Regions from separate parts of the Mus musculus genome. Here region 1 is linked to region 2. The links are chromatin contacts, called in public Hi-C maps. All regions are on one chromosome and are shown on one strand. Each heading gives the region's core, a stretch centred on a gene start, on an enhancer-like site or on the middle of the called end of the contact. The rest is flanking DNA. Distances are from core to core; before and after follow the strand shown. Region 1 overlaps Wdfy2 (WD repeat and FYVE domain containing 2). Region 2 overlaps Ints6 (integrator complex subunit 6).

Evidence for each region. Hi-C and Micro-C count contacts between places; a contact is called where the count stands out from the background.
Region 1: a contact with region 2 is called in a Hi-C map of bone marrow-derived macrophages, with 26 read pairs. The contact joins two enhancer-like sites. A contact is called at or near these places in 1 of 15 datasets of contacts at CTCF or cohesin (pro-B cells), 12 of 484 Hi-C or Micro-C datasets (the AML12 cell line, the HPC-5 cell line, bone marrow-derived macrophages and 5 more), 1 of 115 datasets of contacts at active chromatin or transcription factors (effector CD8 T cells) and 2 of 9 other capture datasets (adipose tissue and liver).

The regions. Positions count from the first base shown.
Region 1 is chr14:62,939,552-62,942,251 of GRCm38.p6, forward strand. All of the region lies in intron 6 of Wdfy2 (WD repeat and FYVE domain containing 2), which reads left to right. Among named protein-coding and RNA genes, the nearest start is that of Defb48, 44 kb to the right of the region's middle. Within about 2 kb of position 1,355, at least 152 of the 459 cell types and tissues checked have an H3K27ac peak or open chromatin away from gene starts, as enhancers often do. A contact at or near this core is called in bone marrow-derived macrophages, where this site is marked.
Region 2 is chr14:62,723,387-62,726,089 of GRCm38.p6, forward strand. All of the region lies in intron 4 of Ints6 (integrator complex subunit 6), which reads right to left. Among named protein-coding and RNA genes, the nearest start is that of 4931440J10Rik, 36 kb to the right of the region's middle. Within about 2 kb of position 1,380, at least 6 of the 459 cell types and tissues checked have an H3K27ac peak or open chromatin away from gene starts, as enhancers often do. A contact at or near this core is called in bone marrow-derived macrophages, where this site is marked.

The DNA of each region.
Region 1 (2,700 bases), core at 105-2,604, 220 kb after region 2:
AGCTGGAATCTCAGCACTCGCAGTAAGAGGCCTATGACACCTGTAACTTCATCTTCAGGAATCTGGCACCCCCTTGTGGCCCCCACAGGCACCTGCATGAAGGTACTCACGTACATTGTAAAAGATGAAAAAAATGAAAAAATATGGATAGCTATTAAAATGCTTATTTTAGCAAATTTATAATATTCAGTTTAATATAAACAAATGTAAATATTCAGATAGCATTTAGGTAAATCCAGTAAGTAAGCAATAATGCAACATGCATGCATGGTATAGGATATGACTCCACCAGTAACAATTATATTCATAAAACATGTGTAACATGGGCTGGAGAGATGGCTCAGGGGTTAAGAGCACTGACTGCTCTTCCAAGGCCCTGAGTTCAATTCCCAGCAACCACGTGGTGGCTCAAAACCATCAGTAAGGGGTTCTGATGCCCTCTTCTGGTGTATCTGAAGACAGCTACAGTGTACTTATATAAATAAAAATAAATCTTTTTAAAAATCTGTGTAACACAGATTTTACCATTTTAACCCTTGCGGTGTTTTGTGTTTGTTTTGCACTGCTAGAGTTTGCTCTGTGGGCTGTGTGCATGCTAGGCAGGTGTTCTGCCCCTGACTGCATCCCTGCTAGTTTCCTCCGCTGTTAAGCATACAATAGTTCAGGGAAGTGTTTCTGTAGTTACCTAGCTTCATGAAGAGTCCATCATCCACTGAGTCTCTGTTGATGAATCTTTTCAAGCCATTCTTTCTCACAGTGCCCACAGTGGTCTAAATCTGTTGTAGTTTAAGAATCTGAGCTGCTCATCTTCACGTTTTATAGGAAATAAAAAAAATCTGTCACTGCCTTGTTTTCCTGAGTGTAGTGGCTTCACTAGTGAAGAGGCCTCTTCATATTCCCTGGCATCTAATACTGAAAGGGTCAACTGGGTGAAGGCCTCACGTCAGCAACACTGCTTCCTCAAGGGAAGGTGTCTCGGCCCTGCCTCATCTGCTGGGAAGACAGCCAAGGGCGTTCATTTCCACTCCCTGTTATTCAGCTGCTGGCTCATCTGCCGATGCGTACTGAATATCTGTGCAATCCAGGCCGGGTTGTTTATACTGAGGACACCATGGACAAGCCCAGGCTCTGGCCTCTCGGAGTCTCTGGTCTATGAAGTAATAGCCACTCTAGGGGAAGATAGTCTGTGAGCCATGAGCGCGCTGACGGGAAGGACCTGGGATTTAGGTGAGGCTTGCTGTGGGCTAGAGAACTGTTTTGTACTTTCATTCATTTGCACTGCATCCTGCCCTGGCCTGTGCTTGGCTGCTGTAGGGGGAAGACGGAGTGGGTAAGGGCGAGGATGTGGTTGACCACACGTTGCTGGGGGAACTGAGGTTAATCGTGAACAGGGCTGTATGCAAGCAGAATGCAGTGCAGTGGGGGAGAGGCTGGTTAGCAAACCCACAGCAATGAGTGCAAAGGGACTTTCTGTGATCTTAAGAGTCTTTTGGGACAGTTAGCAAACTTTCCTAGATGCCTCCAAGGCACAAGACCTTATTAAAGCAAGATGGCCACTTTTAAAGTGTCAGCGTCCAAAAAACATGAAGCTATTTAATCTTCTCCAAGTATTTTTTAGTAATATTATTGAAAAATGAGTGTTTCTGACATTCCTAGGTATTTGTTGGCTATGTGTTCATTTTATATAGAAAATTTATTTCTGTGTCCGTATTTGAGGAATTTGATTTGTCAGGAGATTGCTGGAGAAGAAACTGTCATACTATTAGGTAGCCACACTAGAGCACCTACCGCGTAGTCCTACGTAATTGATCCAGTCCATTCTCATACAATATCCCAGTGGTTCCATCATCCCCTCTTCATACGTGAGGGGTGGCTAGTTTCCTCTCTGTTGCTAAAACACTGACTTATGAGAGGAAAGTGTTTATTTAGGTTAGATTCAGGTCACAGTCCATCATTGAAGGAAGTCAGGGCAGGAACCCAAGCATAAGTCTGAAGCAGAAACAATGGAGCAGGGCTGCTTGCTGGCTTGCTTGCTTGCTGGCTTGCTTACTGACTCATGGTCAGCACTATCTCTAGTCAGGTCGTCCTGAGATAGTGTCACCCACCATGGGCTAGGTCCCCTGCTTCAACAAACCAGAGACTCCCCCACTGACATGCCCACGCACCAGTTCAATCTAGACAACCTTCACTTGAGGTGTCTCTCCTCTCAGATGACTCTAGACCAGTGTTTCTCAACTTCCTAATGCTGTGACCCTTTAATACAGTTCCTCATGCTGTGGTGACCCCAACCATAAAATTATTTTTGTTGCTACTTAATAACTCTAATCTTGCTACTGTTATGAATTATAATATAAATAATCTGATACGCAGGATATCTGATAAGCTACCCCTATGAAAGGGTCATTTGACCCCAAAAGGGTCATGATTCACAGGTTGAGAACCACTGTTCTAGGCTGTGTCAAGTAGACAGTTAAAGCTACATAGGACAAGGATACTAGCATTTAGAATATAATTGATTTATAAAGCATTTGGAACCTTGAAGTCCCAAATTTCTACCTCTGATGTTGTCCCTAATTATACCTAATACTCAAATATAAAAACACATCACAGTATTCTCAAATAAAGACGTGCAATTAACCAGTGTCATCTTCCTGCTGGTAGAATGGTGTGCTGGCCTAGTGTGATGTCAGCCTCACACAA
Region 2 (2,703 bases), core at 130-2,629:
TTTCCAGATCAGCCTGGGTTATGGAGTAGCACCTTCCCTCCAAAAGAAGCAGAGCCATAGAGAAAAGAAAGGAAACCAAGAAGAAAAAGAGACAAAAGTGAGGAAGAGGGGAAGGAAGAGGAAGAGGGGATGGAGAAAGGAGAAAGAATAAAAGCAAATATTTACCATAACCCCCAAGTAGACTTCAGCTAGTTGCTTACAAATAAATGGTTACAATTTTAGTAAGGGGACAAAGAAACAGCTTAACTTTCAGGGAAATCACAGAACAATTCAGGTCAAGCTTAAAGAAAATATAAAAAAATAATAGGTACTTGTCTTCATCTCCCACTCCACTTACCCAAACGGCACTAATTCTTATCCATTCTTCCTCAACTGCTATAGTATAGCCAAAATATTCTGAACTGAGTCTGATTAAGTCTAAAGAGGCTTATTCCTCCTTTGTGGAAAATGCAAACCATGTAAAGAAATTTGAACCAGATTGCTGAATGATGAAGACAAAGAAGCTCCAGGAGAGAAACCAGGTACCTCAGCCATATACTCCAAAGAAATAATAAATTGTTTTAAGCCAGTAAGTTTCAAAATGGTATGTTATGCATCAATTGATAACTACAGGCATCATGAAATCTAGAGATATCTTCTAGCCTCAGCTCAACCTCAATCCCAAATATCAAAACTTTAAAATGTTAAAGATCTGTAGGGCTTAATAATCAGAGGCCCTTGCCAGTTTATACTTGGCCCAAACTAACCTACTCACAGGTTGAATTACTATCTAAATTTAGATAATATTCCACTTGAATATGCCCAGCCAAATTCTCTCCTCTGAATACCAAATTCTCTATCTGACATTCATTCCTAAATGATTCCAAGATACCTTGAAACCTAAGCATTCTAAAGTCATGATTTCTCTTCTTCTGTAAGTTTTCCAACATTCACTAGGCCAGGAAATGAATGGCATCATTATCATCATCTACACAGTTCTTTAGAAGCCATTTTACTGCCCCTTAAGCCTTAAATACAATTTATGACAGTGAATTTTACTAATTTAACTTCCTAAATATTTCTTTAAAATGTGGGGTTTATTATCTCTTTTACTACCATACCACCTACTTGAGAAAATTGCTAAAATTAACAGCAGCACCTACCTGGTCTTTCAACACTTACTTGTCGTCTTCTCTTCTTTCCTTACCACTGCACAGAACTCTGAATGACATCTGCCTGTCTTGTTCCTGCTAGGCAGGCTCTCAAACCCTGAGCTACATTGCCAGCTCCTGATTCTTCTGTATTAGCACCATCATTACTTAGCATGGTTCAAGCTCCTTGCACAATGAGGCCCAAACTTCTTTTCCACCATATACTATAATCCCCTTTTTTGTCAATGCTCCAAGTGCCATTAGCCTTGTTTCAGTTCCTCATTCTCAAAACAAACCCTTTAGAGAAAAGGACTCCCCTGCCTGATATGATCTTCATTTATATATTCTATATAATAAACCTTACTCTCTTCTGGTCTTCTCTTAGACAAAGCCTCATTCTGCAGCCTAAGCTGGCACAGGAGTCCTACCTCAGCTTCAAGCCCTGGAACTGCAGAGCTGAGCCACCACACTGGCTTCTCTTCACATATTACAACCCATGACCTCTGACTAGATCTAATATAGTTACTATAAGACCTGATAGCACATTCCTCCCTACTCTACCCTAATTTGTTTACAGTACTAGAGGTGGAGCCCAGTACCTCAAAGCCTGAGCTAGATATCACTTCATATCCCTCCATTTTGAGAGAATAAGTGGTGAATGCAAGTTTACTTTCATCTACCTAATTATTTTTTAAAATTGCTATCTTCTCCAGTACCCCAAAAGCAGGACTCCGGTTCACTTTGCCATCCATTCTATCTTAGACTCTGGTGTATCTAGACAATGAGTTGTTCAATAAATATGACTCAATGAAAATGAAAGGATTAATAATGTGACTAGCTAAGCTGTGAAAGCACTGAGGACTCTACTGAACAACTGAAAGCAATGAAATAGTGTGAGCAGAATGATATACACAAATGGCATATTTTAGAGACATTCTGCCACATGTGGCAGATTAAAGGTAGTCATGAAAAGAACCAAGACAGCAAGAGTGCTAGTAAAGATGCTTGCCACCAAGCCTGATTTCCAAAACAACCTCTGCACGTGCACCATGGCACTCATGTGTATTCATTCATACAAAAACTAAATAAAATTTAAAAGAAGAAAAAGAGGGCCAGACATATAGCTAAGCTGTTAAAAGAGTACTCACTGATCATCTAAAAGACCTGAAATCAGTTCCCAACACCCATATCATGCAGCTCATAACCACCCATAACTCTAGTGCAGGGGATCCAATACCTTCTTCTGGCCTCCTCAGGTACCTGTACTCATGTGCACATAACCACACAGTCATACACAGTTGAAAAATAAAAATAAACAAATGGTTTGTTGTAGACAGAATGCACAAACACTTGTCTAGCATATGTTAGGCCTGAGATCTCTCAATGAAGGAAAAAGGAAGAGAGGGGGGAAGGGAGGGAGGGAGGGTGGGAAGGAAGGAAGGAGGAAGGAATGGAGGGAGAGAGAAAGGTGGGAAAGCAGGAAGGCAAGCAGGCAGGAGTAAGAGCTGCGGCACTAAATAACTAGTGGCAATGGAAAAAGAAAAGAGGAAGCAGACTAAGGATTACTAAAGGT